Linked DNA regions of Rattus norvegicus: region 2 is linked to region 1. The links are chromatin contacts, called in public Hi-C maps. All regions are on one chromosome and are shown on one strand. The core of a region is the stretch at or near the end of the contact, and the rest is flanking DNA. Distances in the headings are between cores, read along the strand shown. Region 1 overlaps LOC108353137 (a long non-coding RNA gene). Region 2 holds the start of Commd3 (COMM domain containing 3).

Region 1 (7,640 bases), core at 1,730-4,229:
ACGTTCTAGGTTTTAAGGAACAAAAAGGAAAAAACCGCCTCCATCCATCCTGCCCCCCCCACCTCCACCCCACACACACAATTTCACCGAGTAATTTATCTTAATTTTATTTTTTAAATAAAGTTCATTCTACAAGCTTTCTTTTGTCTGCCTGCCCTTTCTATCTCCAGTAGCACATATTTGGGTGGTGGGAGAGCATTCCTAAATGGGACCCTTATGGGAGGAACGTGGGAATAAGGGAAACCACTATCCTGAGGCTTGCCCACTTGACCCTCAGCGTTCCCCATCCGACCCCTTCCAGCTCTGTTCCTTTCTCTGGCTGTTCTTCCAGGAGCCGGAGCACCTCAGGTCTGCACACAGTAAACTGAGTTTTGCTTCGAGATGCACCTAGAGGCATGGGTGGGTTTCCCCACGGGAAGCTTTGAGACGTATGTGTTTCTTCTGGTTCGCTTGTGTGTATATGCTCGGTCGAGGCAACCCAGTCGCCTACCCTTGGGGTAGATCCACCGACGGAGCAGGCGCTCTCTCAAGGAATGCCGACACCCACATGCTGCCCACTGCCCTCCAGTCCCTGCGAAAAAACACCGGATGGGGCTTGCCTGAAGCACGTGGCCTCTGGTGACTAAGAGCAGGCACGCGGGTGAGAAGCCGGAGAAGAACCTGGCAGGCAGGGCATGTGTATCCCCGCCGGGCTCCCTACGCGCCCAAGTCTCCCCTGCAATCCAAAGCGCAGATCAATCTCCCTTTCTACCAGGACGGCCTTTTCCGTTGAAAAGTGGGGGTGGGGGGGGGCACGACAAGGAAAAAAGGAAAGGAAGTGTGCTCGCATGTTAATTTGGTTTTTTCCCCCCCTCTCCATGTGCTTCCAAATTAAAAAGTGGCCTCTTAGGCGACAGGCCTGCGGTTTTCACAGTGTAAAACGGATTAGTGGGCAAACTCCTGCCCTTCTCGACTTTCGCTTGCGGTTTGCAACCCCCAGGGCGGGTCTGACCCGGAGGCACCTGCCCAGGCGAGCTTTGCCCGCAGCTGCCTAGCGCGTGGACTCCGCTTCTCCGGCGCCAACACCCACCCCAGGGACCATCGGCCTCCCACCCGCGGGGCGTATCCCAGGCCCAGTGCCCAGGGGGAGGGGAGTTCCCACGGTGTGGATGATCCGCACACTCAGAGCCAGCAGCCCGCCTTCCAGCCCCTGTGCGCTTGCGTCCCGACTCCTCCTCCGCCGCTCCTGGGTCATGGGTGGGCCGGAGTCCAGGGACCGTCTGCAGCCCACGCTCCAGGGAGCCACGCGGAACCCTGCTTGTTCATTCATAGGTTTTCCTCCAAGAATCTGAAGTTCGTGGAGGACACTTCCAAGAGTTCTCTCATGATTATCAGTCGGTTCAAGAAAGGGAAAAAAAAAGTATAGGCTAACTCCGAGCAGAGGTCGCTGAAGGGGACGTGTACCCCACACAGGCTGGACGCGTGGTTCCGTCCTCTAGTACGTGCACCTGTTCACGAGTTTGCTGGGAGTGAGAAGATTCCGAGATTGGCCAATCTTATCCCTTTTGTTTATTACGTTTAATAAACAAAAGTAAAAGTTTGCTTCCCAGTTCTAGAAATGCCTTCTGGTCTTTCCGCCCTGAAGCGGGATTTAGGCATCCTCTAACACTGCAGAGAATTATCAATGTCGATCCACAGTGGGGCATCCACAGAAGAGGTCCTACAGATGGTGGGGCCAAGGGTCCAGAAAATAGCGTCAGCGAGGGACAAATTCCGGGGTTCTGGACCGTCAGGCACGTTTCGCTTGGGGGACCCTTGAGCGTGAGGGTGAGGGAGGACCCACGTCCACCCACAGCCACGAGCGTCATGGAGCATCAGGCGGGTTCCACCTTAAAGAGTCCCGGAGCGCCCAACTGCGGAGACGCCTGGCACCTGCAGGGGGCGCTGCTGCCTCGCGGTTCCTCCCGCGCCGGGGCACAGCGAGCTCCTCGGCCTCCAGGCCTTCGTCCCCGGAGGGGGTGGGGACCCTAGGGGGAGGAAGGGCGCGAGTGCGGCCGCTAGGTAAGGATCCCGAGCCCTTCTGGATAGAGAAACAGCCTCCACAAGGCGCTAGCTGCGTGCAGCCTTCCGTCTTTCGGCCCAGAGAGGAAGTGCAAGCAGAAGCCCTCCCCTGCCCCCACCGCCTTCCTGCGTCCCTCCACCTCCGCTCTCCGACCCCGACCGTGCTTCCCAGACCCTTTGTTCTCCAGGTTGGGAGCGGCTGGGTGGGTTCCCCGGGGAGGAGGTGCCCTCGCTGCACGTGGAGGGGAAGGGATTGTCGCCGGGCTTCCGACCCGCAGTTCTCGCCCTTAGAGTCCCCTTAGCCCCACCGCCCCTTGACTTGGGCAGCTCCGTGTGGGCTTTCCCGCCTCTCTTTCCACGTCGCCGCCTCCCGGGTCTCCAGGAAGAGGAAGGGTAAAGACTGACGCCAGGGGCTAGAGAGACCACGTCTACTTCCAGGCGCGGAGAAGCCCCTGGGACTCGTTTGGGCCTGAACCCACAGCGCCCGCCGCAGGTCACCGAGGGCATACTCGGACCTCGGGCGCACGGTCGCGGCAGCAAGTCCCGTCGCAACCCCTCTTCCTGAGGACCCCAGAGCCCCAGAGGGGAGAATGGGACATTGTATGTCGCGCCCAGGAGTCTGATTGCAAACGAACGCTCTCTCCACCCCACCCTCGGCGGCGCCACCCGCGTCGCCCCTCTGCCGCGCGTGACCCCAAGGGCTTGGGCGATTGTGTCTCCCTGAGTACAGTTACAATTGTGTTCGGCTTAATTTCTTACTCGGCTGAAGGCGTCGCGGAGTAAAGCGAGGGGAGCAGGATGTAGGGTGGGGGAGGGGAGCTAGAGCGGGAAACTGCGGGGGAGGGGAGGGCAACTGCACAGTGAAGGGCTACTACAGGTCCCGAGTCCGAGGTGACCAGGCAGCACCACTCATCCAGGCCCAGAACCTGGGCCCAGCAGCCGTAGCGTGGCAGAGCTCTCCCCAGCCTCGGCCCTGTGCACGAATCTCCGCAGACTGCCATCCTCACTCTTTGCACTCCAGCTCATTTGCGCTCGGCCGGGTTGGGGGAGGGTTCCGCACCAGCAGGGTGTCACCAAGTAGGTGCAGCCGCTGGAGTAGCAGCTCGGCCTGTGGCTGTCAGCTCCAGGCTTACGGGAGCCCCCTCCCGCCTCTTGGCTTGACCCAGGTCCTCACTGGCTGGTCTAAAGGCGCGCTAGCACTTCTCTCCGCAGCGGGTTCCGGGGGACACACCCCATCCCCACCCCCGAGAGCTGGCGGCCAGCTCGGTATGCCAGGCGGCCAGACGGGCGCCCTGCCAAATTCCGCGTTCCTCTCCAGGAGACGGGGAATTGCGTCCCAGGCTCGGGAAAGCCGGTAGTTCGGGCTTGGGACTGGTTTGCAAAGCCTCCCCCCCGCTCCCCCAAGGCGCCAGGGACGCCTCTGCAGGTTGGATTCCTACTCCGTATCACTTCAATTTTAATTAATCTTTTAAAACACCGCTGTCACGTCGCTTGCAGAAAATTAATCAAACTTGAATCCTTGTTGCATAGCAAGAATTTCGATCCAAGTCTTTTAAAAAGGACTTGACTTTGCAAAGTCACGTCTTTTACAGTTCCTTCATTCCCCCTTTAGCAAGGGAAATACTGCAAAAGTCAGGACATGTTTGCTTCTTTCTGCCTTTAAAATGAAACTCTGCTTATTTCTGATCTTTATTTTCCTGTCTTTGAACAAAAAAAAAAGTTAAGCGATAAATTGCCTTACCTCTGTTAATTCGAAATATAATTAGTTTGAATGATCTTTGTTTAAGAGCCCAGATAAACTAAGATAATCTTAATTTTAATGTGACACGACCCCTATTTTTCCTTGTGAATAATGAGAATAAAGAAGTCATTAATTAATACCAAGGTATCTCCATAGAAGACGGTATCTGGTAGCGCCAAGACGCTGAAACATCGGTTGTATTAGTAATTGATACTGTATAATTGAACATGAAGATAGTCGTCTGTTTTTTAACCTCAAAGCTCCGAGTTTATTTGGTGATTACTGAGCTTCTAATAATTAATTTTAGTCCCTTCTTGATGCAAAAATTCTTAGGATTCCCAGTTCCCATGCAACGGAGGATTCTTATTAAAGCCCACCCCTCAAAATGATCGAGGAGCTATATCATGGAGCAACCCTTCCTGGCCCGTTATTTGTAATAAATTTGCCCTATTTTCATGTCTGATTACATTTCCCTGTGCTGTAATTTACGAAAGTACAAGAATATGCCTACTTCTTATTACTGCTTTGTCTCCCCGTCCGCACTCAGTCGGCTCAGCCTAGCACATGATCCCTAAGACGTTCAGCATTTTAAGTTTCTGAGATTTAAAGATGAATCCCATTAAAGAATCAAAAACTTTATACAGAGTGATTGCCACACACCAGACTCTGATCAAACCCACAACCTGCGTTAGCTCACACTTTTCTGTTATTAAGACGGACTTCCCAACACACTCCCCCTTTCCAACATGAATGGAGAAACAGCTACTGCAGTTTCCTGGGCTAAATTTAGTGTTAGCACAACTTTTGGCATTAATATAAAAATCCTCTCCAAAGTAATAAGGTCTTCCAAATAACAATGGCTATTTAGACTCTAGCTGTAAAGTGTCTACTGATTTCTCACCATGAATTTGCTAATGGCCCTGCCTTTTAACCAATCCAATGGGCTATGGTGTTTTTCTCGTGTGTACAAAGTTAAGAAAACCCTCCTCCGATACCTTCCACCAAACACGTGTCACCCCAAGTAAGCATGAAGTTTTTTATACCACATAAATATTCTTAGACCCTGCCCTTCTACGCCCCGCTTAATTATCAGCACTAGTCCTGAAACTGTTGGAAAGGACTTCAGCCTCACATTTTAATTTCCCCTTTACTACAATTAAAACTTTAGGCCAGTGTATGCTGGCGTCATTCCCTTCTCTTGGATCTTATATTTTCCCACTATAATTTAGGCTGAAATGGGATTAAAACAGGATCTAGAGTTCTAATCTCGGTTGAAGTTTTGGTGTATTCACAGCAAATGAGTCCTGTTCCCTGCGGTCATGAAGCTCCCAGATGTCAATCAAGCAAACTGATTCAGAAATGCCATTGTTCGGCTCCCACGTCACTCGCCTTCCTCTCGTTTTATTGAACAATACCGGAGTTCTCTGATCAGTCATTCGGAATATGAGGCATTATCTGGGGAAAATTCACAAAGTGTCTTGATCTTTCTTTGGGAGATACTGTTAAGGGGCTTCCGCAAGGCAGAGAGCTTGTTTATATTTCTGTCTTTGGACAGCACTGTGGATAGGGGGAAAAAGCAAGGAATACCTCCTGAAAGAAAATCATGCCGTAAATCCGTCAAAAATTAATTCGTCCAGTCGAATGTAACATTTCCATTTTCGTATTGTAAGCGTACTTATTTGTTATCTAAGAAAGTATCACGGGGCGGGGTTCAGTTGACATGCCCCCACATCCAACCCCCTGTTTCACCCATCTAATAATACTAATGTGTTTACACTAGTTATCTAAGAATTTATTTGGGAACTGGGAAGAGCTAAGCTAGGCTAGGAAACTCTCTCCCCTGCCCCCTCAGGAAACCTCTTCCACTCACTCGCTTTTCCCAGTCACAATCCTGGGTCATTCGTGCTTGCGTCCCCGCCCCGAGACAATTCCCAAAGCCGAAGGCGCCTATAGTGTTACCAGCTCCAAACAGCCCAAATTAATAATCAACTTAATTCGTGGAGGACTCGAGCCTTTATCCTCAGTTCCCTGAAGGCAACGGGTATGGAGCCCGGCTCCTGCGAGCACTTCCTTGCAGGGAGGCAGGCATGCAGGGACAGATGTCAGGGGAAAAGCGATCGATGGCGACTTTCACCTACAGGGTTATGGGCAAGGAAGCAGGAATCAACCCTCTTAACTGTGGTTCTCATACGGGAATTCCTGCAAACGCGACAGCCTCGCAGGCTCGGGCTACTGGCGCTTGCAGCACCCTTTTGCCACACGCACACGACCCGCGCGTCTTCCGCGCACACTTAGAGCTGAGGTGACAAGTGAAGGCCGCAGAGGTGGGGACAGAAGGTGGAGCCACTCTCGGGTGGGTCGTGATCGACCACTTTAAAGTAAAAGATTTAAAAAAGAAATCCAGGCTCCCCTTCGGAGGACGGAGGGAAAGCGTCCCTCGGCCTGCTTATCCCTGCCACCCGGGGCTTCCGAGCAGCGGCGCCAGGCAAGGACGTCTCGGAGGCTGGTGGCCTGACCCGGGACCCCAGGCTGTAGCCGGCTCCGCAGGAAGAGCTTTAGGTAGCTGGCCCAGGGTTACTGAGCATCTCCGGGAGGATTCGGTTTCCCAGGCAGCGAAGCGCGTGCTGCTCACCGAGCCGCGCTGCACGCGCTTTTCCCTTTCTCAGCAAGCGGGAAAGGCCTGTTCTCTCAGGAAGCTGAAAGCCGGAGGCCTGGAGGCTTGCAGGAAACCCGAGCTCCCTGCGACCGACTCTGCGAGAAGGGGCGGGGGAGAGCCCAGCAAGCCGCCCCGGAGGCAGGCGGTGCGAATTCCTGAGGAAAAACCCCTCTGGAAGAAGCCAAAGACTTCTGCCCCTCCCCCGTCCATCCGCCTTCCTTCTAGTTGCCTCTGCTCCACCCTGCTCGGCTCTCACCTGCGACCTGGCTGAGGGCTTAGCCCCTCACCCACCCCACCCCATCCTTCAGTTCCATCTCCTCCTTGACCTTTCTGAGGCCTGGGCCGGGGTAGCCAGGGTGTTGCAGAGGAAATGAAATTGTTCTGGAGATTACAGTGGGGCTTTTGGCTAGACTCCCTAACCACCCCCAACCCCTTTCTCCTGCTTCCACGTTAAGCACCAACTTGTATCTCCTTCACAAGAACAGACAAATTTTCTCGCTTATTTGCAGTTCTGCAAAGTTCGACACACAGATCAGTGAACCTTGAGCGCCCTTGTGCAGACACACATTGTGGAGGTTTGTCAAGAACTCTCGGCTGCGATTATAATGACAGGTGAATCCAGCAGCCCCAGGGGGGAACCTGACCTAAGTCCAAGACCCACACTAGGTTAGGGACCCAAAGACACTTCAAGCAACAGGTACCCTATATCAAGCAGGCTTTGGAGAGTCCAGTCCAGAGTCTCGGCACTAGACTGGGTAGGTCTACCTCAGTGACCAGAGACTAAAGCCTCCCACCATGTCTATCCCCCCGCACCCCCAGATCTCTTCTCTCCAGATCATTCCAGAGTCACATAACACCAGAAATCTCAAAACTCTCCTACCTGCCTAGGGGGTACAGTCAGGCCTGGAGTCAGCGGGCCCAGGCCTTGTACATATCTTCTTATATGATTCAAAAGAGAGGAAGAGGGTGGAAGAAGAGAAGGTGAAGCAGAAAGGGACCAGGGGGACAAAAGTAAAAGATGGGTTTCACCACAGGGCACAAGCTGTCTCTTACACAAATGTCCCCCAATTCCGTCTCCCCCACATTTAGGAAGAGATAACGGGTCTCAGTAATGACCTCCTCAAGGTCACCTCTCTGGGTGACATTTCACACCTGAACCTGGTTGAACACAACCGGAAGGGAGGAAGGAGCCATGTAGCTTAA
Region 2 (7,360 bases), core at 1,849-4,348, 540 kb after region 1:
TTTAACTGGGGTGGTGGTTGGGGGGGAAGCTTTACTATCTCCTTTTAACACTCAGATCACTGGAACTCTATAGCCTTGAGGGTACAAGCCTGACCATTAAAATCCCTAGTCCTACTGTGCCTTACCAAGTTAGACACTTAATACAATAAATGCATATGTGGGTAGGACCTATAAATTTTAGAAATAGCTTTTGACCTAAAATCTCCAAAGGTAATGTATAACTCGGTTAAATATTCTTTCCAACTGTCCAGTTGTGGTAAGGATGGTTTAAAAAAAAACAATAAATTCTATTTTCATTAGAGAATTTTTTTCAAGAGCTTATTATAATTATCAAAGAAACCATATTGGGAGTAATAAGCAAAATGGTTTCTGTTGTATGGGTAGCCTTTGGGTACCTGTTGTCATCTTCTCTAGCCATAGAGGATGAGCAGGTAGTTTGATGGGCAGGAGCCAAACAGATCCTTACTATCCTCTTTATCAAACCTGTAGATATCTTACAGACATTGATGCATATTGGTTTGATTTTCTGCCCACAGATGTCCAATGGACTCTTTAAAGAAACACCTTCTCTCGGCTTTCTCTGCACAAAAGCAAAAAGTACTTGCTTACCTAAAAATGGTTTCTAATTCATAAAGCTGACATAATGCAGGAATAAGGCCATGGGGGAAGGCTGACCACAGGAATCGTACTGAAGTCCTGGCCAGTTGTCTTTGCAATGGCAATGCAGTAGCCATCATTAAGATGTTAAAACAGCCTGTTCAAAGGATTCGGTGTACTCAGAAACTCTAAAACATTGTTTTAAAGGATACTTTTTAGTTCTTGAAATAACTTCTAGGTTCCTAAAAAGTAAAACAAACTTACCAGTACCTGGTACTTCAATATTTGTAACAATAAAGGCAAGGCACATGTTGGCATGAAGATGCTTGAGTATTGTTCTTTTTCTGCTCCCCAAACTCTTCTTTGAAAATGTCCTTTGAGGTCATATAGAGTCTATTGGCTTTGAGTCTGCAAAACTTTGTAAAGTTGAATGGAGTTTCAAGACTAATTTCTGCCATGGAAGCAAAAAATGTTTAAGTACTTACTTGCTCACTTTCAGAATGCTGTCCAGTTTTTCTAACAATATAAAATGTGTGGATTTCATGACTGTGACCAAGGAAGTCTACAGCATGTCGTTTAATAATCATGTTTTGCAAGGGCTGATCCAAGGCACATATGTTCATTAAATGAAATAAATACTCACCAAAGCGAAAAAAGGAAAAATTACCTATTGTAAGACAAACTAATTTTTAGCATGAAAAAAATCATGGTTTAAATGTTTCGGGAGAGCTAGAAATGTAGCCATTACTCGGGCCTATCCCATGAATATATTTAGACAGAAAAGACAAGTGCCCTGTAAATACTGACACACGGGCATGCAGAATGTGAGGACTATGAGGGGAAGTGAGCATTGTGAGCTGCCTAGCTTTTATGCCCACAAACTCACGACCATTTGCTCACTATTCTCTTCTGAACAGCCTTTTGAAAAGCCTGGGCTCACACATTTATCTTTTCATTTTTCATAGTAAACTATGATCAGAGCTATCAACTCAAATTCCATTAGCATGGTAACACTCAGTGGTCATAAATTATATCACAAAGAGGATGTTTCAGTGTTGTTAATATTAACATATACACGGATCTTCCCTGTAAAATAATCCCTGTGCAAATCAAGTATCTTGAAGTTTTTCAACTGTCTTGGGTGGGGGGAGGGTTAAAAAAGCAGCAGAGAATTAGGGAGGGGGAAAGAGGGCATAATTAATAGGTACTTGTTCCTTGAAAACCCTAGGGATACTTCTAAGCCTTTCATGCTGGTGAGTTCTCACCTAGAAAGGGGACTGCACGGGCTTTTTCAAAGCTTGGCTGAGCAGCGCTATTCAACTTGTTAGACGCTAAAGCATTCCATCTGCGTCCTGTTACTGTGAAGTGGGGTACTGTCCGATGTGACAACGTGACATACTGACATACTGACTTTATTCACTAGTAACAACCTTTCCCCCCCACAAATAAACACTTAAATTAGGAAAGACAAAAGTGTTTCAAGTTGAAACTGTCATTGCCCTGGGAGAGTAAAAGACAACTCTTGTTCTATGGCCGCTTTCTCCTTTCCAAAACTGGAATTTTTTTTTTTTTTTAGTTTTCAAACTCTTTTAATTAAAAAAAAAAGCCTAATGTATCTTACTTCGCGGTTTTCTTAACAAAGAACTATTCTTGTTCTCCTAAACCAACTTCGTAGAAAAAAAAGGAGGAAGTTAAACTTTATACAGGATTTTGTCTTTGAAGTTATGAGTATCTGAAAAAGTATTTCATTTACACTAAAGATCTTGCCATTCCTAACCGTACTTCAGATAAGTATCTCGTATATATTTACGAAGACTCTATTGAGCAATTAACGCCACGCACGTAGTAAGTTTAGGAGCACAAAATTTATATGACAGAATGCTTTCGAAAGGTATTTATTCACAGCAGCATAAAAATTTTTAATAATCCTGTCAAATACGTTCATGAATAATTTATTAATCTCCCAATTGTTAAGTACCGGGAGCGCGCACACGCGTTCTTTATGCCTGTGTCTCGTGCACACCACGCAGAAATCTTTTGCCATATTCCTGAAGTGACAAAGACAAGGTAAAACTTGTGTATTTAAGATGTCCTCAGTCTCACAAAAGGGCAGCGCTGTGGGTCAGGCTGGCGAGTTAATACACGCACTGAGTCTCCCGCTGTCCCGAAGCCCAGCTTTTAGCCACACTCGCGGCGGCCGGATTCCCGCGCCTCCGGGCACCAGGCCGGGTGGGGACAGAGCTGGTGCGGCCCCAGGTGAGCGCCAAGCCGGTCCAATGGGCATCTGCGGCCGCCGCGGCCGAGGCCAGCTACTCAGAGACCGAAGGAAAGGCCGCAGCGTCCCGACCGAGGCCGGCAGGGCGGCTGAAGCGAGAGGCCCAGCCGCCGCCCGAGCTTCCCCCCGAACCCTCCCGAACCTCCCCGAGCCACCGCCCGAACCTCCCCGAACCGTCCCGAGCCGTTGCCGAACCTCCCCGAGCCGCCCAGCGGCGGGTGCGCGCGCCCGATCAGCTGGGCGCGCGTCCCGAGTCACGTGGTGCGCATGTCGAAGGTCACGGCGCGCTCACAATGGAGCTCTCCGAGTATGTACAGAGAGGCATCCAGACGCTGGCGGATCCCGGTTCCTTTGACTCCAGCGCCTTCGCGCTTCTCCTCCGGGCGGCTTTCCAGAGCCTGCTGGACGCCCAGGCGGACGAGGCCGCGCTAGGTAAGCGGCTCGCCCGCCGCCGCGGCCTGGGCGGAGGGGCGCCGGGCAGAGCCGCCAGCCCGGCGCCTTGGGCATAGCTCCGGCCCGGGCAAGTCCCCGGGCTTCGCCCAGCTCTCGGCCGGACTGTGGGGACCCGAGTGGGCCCTGAGTGCCGCTGTGCCCCCGCAGGGCACCTACACGCGGCCAGCTCCACGCTCCTGGCCTGGTTTTCCTGCCCGTCTCTTTGTTCCTTTGTAAAGCCGCGTTCAACTCTTGTTTGTGGCCTAAATGTGTGGGGTTTTCAGCCTCCTTGGAGGCTGCGGCTGTTTTGACATTTGGACTTCAACTGGGGAGGTCCTATGATTCAGCCTCCCCCGGCTGGGCTAGAGGGGGTTGAAAGGGGGCTGTTTCCGAAGTAACGGCTGGGTCAAATAGCACTGACATTTTCCAACCTAGACAACACCTCCGGATCCTGTGATCACTCCAGCACAGGCGGTCAGTGTGTTAAGCCCAGAACCTTCATAATGTTTTGTTCTGCGGCGGTTACCAGGAAGAGAGACTTTTAAACGGCTGGTCGCAGAATGCAGTTGTCATAATGGATTAAGAGCATACTTTAAGACAAATCACTTCTAGATAATTTCCTCAAGTCCATCAACACATTCCAGAACTCCTTGGGTCCCCCGTCCCTCTAGTCATACTAGACACTTGGACAAAAAGTATGAAAGTGGAAGCTATTCTTCAAGCCAAAAGAAAAAAGAAAAATAGTAACCACCACCTGGGAGCTGTGTGTGTAGGGGTGGAGGGACTTGAAGATACTAATGAGGTTTTGACATTTCTGTTGTGCATGCTAATGTATGCCCTCCTGTCAAGTTTCCTTGATGTATTTATGTTCACGGAGCCAATTACTCTAAAATGTCATCTTTTGAAAGTTGTTCATTTTGAATTTTACACTGTGTAAACTACCTTCAGTTTCTCCTTTGCTTTTCAGTCCACCCAGCAACCACTACTCCCTTTGAGTTTTTTTTAAATATTAAGACGAAATAAAAGAAGATAATTGAAAAGAGATTGACAGCAGATTATTGATCTATTCTCTTTATTGTTTTGCAATTGACCTTGTTCCTCTCATCCATTTACAATTGAATTTTTGTTATATTTTCTAAAAGGGTAGTTTTACCAAAACTAAAATATTCCTCTTAGGAACAGGGGTCTAAAGAATTTGTAATCTTTAGCAATTACTTTATTTTAGATCACCCAGACTTGAAACATATCGACCCAGTGGTTTTAAAGCATTGTCATGGGGCAGCTGCAACTTACATACTGGAGGCAGGAAAGCACCGAGTTGACAAGTCTACTCTAAGGTACAGGCTTTATTTAAATACCCATTTACTTTTAAATGGTATCTTTGTGATTGTAATTTCCGTTTTTAAAGATAGAGACTAAACCTCGGTTTATTTCCCCAACCCCTCCAGCACTTATTTAGAAGACTGTAAATTTGACCGAGAGCGAATAGAACTGTTTTGCACGGAGTATCAGGTTACTTACTTTAAACTTTTAAATTAACAATTAGCCCCTCCTTTTTTTTCCTGCTGTTTGCAAAAATGTGTTTTCTTTCCTTTTCTTTCCCCTTCTCCAGAATAATAAGAATTCTCTAGAAATCCTACTGGGAAGGTAGGTACTGTATTAGGTGTCAAGCTGGGGCACTTTTCACTTGTGGGTAATGAATGGAGTGTATTGATGGGAAACAAAACAGGGCCAAAAAGTTTGGCATCCTGACCCAAAATAAAGGGCCATGGGGCAAGGGAACAATTGAACTTAAGCTAGTGTTTTCTTAAAAGTGGAGCCTGGCATAGTCTTAGTAGGCTGTTTTTACTTTTGCACTTGAAGATGAAGGTCAACAATCCTTAAGTTCACAGTGACCAATTAAGAGAGACACCATTGAGTAGATAGATATTGAAGGTTTTTCTGTGGATACAACAAAATCACCATTGTCTTTCAGTATAGGTAGAGCTCTCCCTCATATAACTGATGTTTCCTGGCGATTGGAATATCAGATAAAGGTAAAGATAACAAGCTCTTCTGTAGAGGGATTTGAGGGGCTTCCTTTAGGTTAAAGACTGTTGTTTTGTGTTGTTTTAGACCAACCAACTTCATAAGATGTGTCGACCTGGATATTTAGTGACCTTAAACGTAGAGGTATGTATAGATTTTTGTCTAAAAATTATGTGTAATAAATTTTTAATTTCCTTTCTATAAATAAACATGTTTTTTCTTCCATAGAACGCTGATTCCCAATCCTACCCAGAGATTAGTTTTAGCTGCAGCATGGAGCAGTTACAGGTACAGTATTAGGAGCTTTAACGCTCCTTTTAATGGGGGTTTGAAAACTGCTATGGAAACTTTAAAATATAATCTTCCCATCATCAGATAATGAAGGTTGGTTCAGGATTTAATGGCAAAGGGAGAATGGAAAACAGACATTTAACATGGACTTCACTTTTAAAAGTAATTTAGTAAGGTCTCCAGTAGCCTGTATTTGCTGGTTTCTGTAATTTAAAATGACTTTTTAATGTTCAAACTCAGCACACTTCATTTCATCATGCATCTGATTCAATAAACCTGAGCAAGAGTGAGAGCACGGATTTAAAAATGCCTTTCACAAATTAAACTTTCAAAGCTTTAAGCAAAAAAAAATTACCTATAGAGGGAAAGTACACATAAGCTCGTAAAACTGTTAATACCGTCAGTGTAAACCTGAAGAAATTAAACTCCCCGTTGATTGATGGATATGACAACGAATTTCTTACCAATTAAGTAAAATGAAGAGCATCCCTAAAAATTTGGATGAAATTGAATGTTTCAAAGACATCTGTAGTCATTTCAGAGTAAATATAAGTAAAACTTTAAACAATTAGAAAATGTGTGAATAACCTTCCTTAGAGAAGTTGAGACATGATTTAGATATTCTCTGCGCAAAAAAAAAAAAAAAATCTGTTAGAAATTCTCTTTTAATTAGAACTTGAATAGCTGATTGGAAGACAAGATCCTGTAGGAGAAGCGCTTCTTTTGAAAGTGATTTGCCAGCGGTTAAAATCCCTTAGACTCCTTAGGTGTTCTTCCGACTTTCTTTCATGCAGCTGCTTCAAAGTTGGGTGCTTCCTTACTTGTATCCCCAAGTTGTGACATGAGTTATACATCTTTTAGGATTTGGTGGGGAAACTTAAGGATGCTTCAAAAAGCCTGGAAAGAGCAACTCAGTTGTAACTTGGGGAAGCTGATGACCCAGGAGCCTAGAGGAAAACCAGACGCGCCATGTCTCCTGCAGGACCTTCGATCGTGCGAGCTGGATGTCATTTTCAGTAGAAAAAGAGCTCCCTTTTGAAGTTATGCCAGCCATCAGTTTTGACACTTTTTTTAAACACATGTGAAATGGTTAAGAGGGAAACTCTTACGCATTTGAATTTTCAATATTAATCTTGCATTCCTTCTATGTTGAACGCTTTCAAGCCCTATCAAAGTATCGTACCCTGAATAAATAAGGTGGTATTCCCACAATAAGGGCGGTATTCTGTTTGGAGTTTGTGTGTGAATGACGACCGAGTGCAAGGCACATCCGACCAGCGCTGGCTAGGGACGCCGCCCTAGCCCGGTTTAAGCGCCGCGGGAAAGGTGTGCCGGGGAGCCGTGCTTGCCGCCGGGACAGCCCGTTACCTGCGCCCGGCCCGCCCGACCCCGCGCGCGGAGCCAGCTCGGCTGCTACCCGCGCGCGCCTCTCCCCGGCCGCCAGCGGGCGGGGCGGCCGCTGTTGTTTCCGCGGGCCTGATTCGGCGCAGGTTCGGCGGGGCCGAGCCGGGGCAGCGGCCGGGCGCCCCCGGCGGCGGGCCCCGCGGACGTGTGCGCCGCGAGCGGGAGACATGGTGGGGGGCGGGGCGGCGTGCGGGGCCGAGCGGGCCGCGCCGGGAGAGCGGCGTGTGGCGCTGTGGAGAAATGCCTCCGTCGCCACCGCCGCGCGCTGCGAGGGGAGGGGGCTGGGCGCGCGGCGCGCAGGGGAGGGGGCGGCCACGGGCCCGACTACACCGA

Evidence for each region. A called contact is a pair of places that touch in the nucleus more often than the background predicts.
Region 2: a Hi-C map of kidney shows a contact between it and region 1, with 4 times the contacts expected there. The contact joins the promoter of Commd3 here to the enhancer-like site in region 1. A contact is called at or near these places in 5 of 12 Hi-C or Micro-C datasets (Schwann cells, frontal cortex, kidney and 1 more) and 1 of 1 datasets of contacts at active chromatin or transcription factors (oligodendrocytes).

The regions. Positions count from the first base shown.
Region 1 is chr17:85,692,007-85,699,646 of GRCr8, forward strand. LOC108353137 (a long non-coding RNA gene) reads left to right here. Exons shown (of 3, transcript XR_010059276.1): 1 at 1-7,640. Among named protein-coding and RNA genes, the nearest start is that of Skida1, 20 kb to the right of the region's middle. Within about 2 kb of position 2,980, at least 68 of the 93 cell types and tissues checked have an H3K27ac peak or open chromatin away from gene starts, as enhancers often do. A contact at or near this core is called in kidney, where this site is marked.
Region 2 is chr17:86,232,765-86,240,124 of GRCr8, forward strand. It overlaps Commd3 (COMM domain containing 3), which reads left to right and starts at 3,099. Exons shown (of 8, transcript NM_198732.3): 1 at 3,099-3,304; 2 at 4,530-4,641; 3 at 4,753-4,816; 4 at 4,917-4,951; 5 at 5,280-5,340; 6 at 5,420-5,476; 7 at 5,561-5,620; 8 at 6,485-6,846. The coding sequence starts at 3,166. The coding sequence ends at 6,544. LOC134482616 (a long non-coding RNA gene) reads right to left here and starts at 2,899. Exons shown (of 2, transcript XR_010059002.1): 1 at 2,746-2,899; 2 at 2,463-2,645.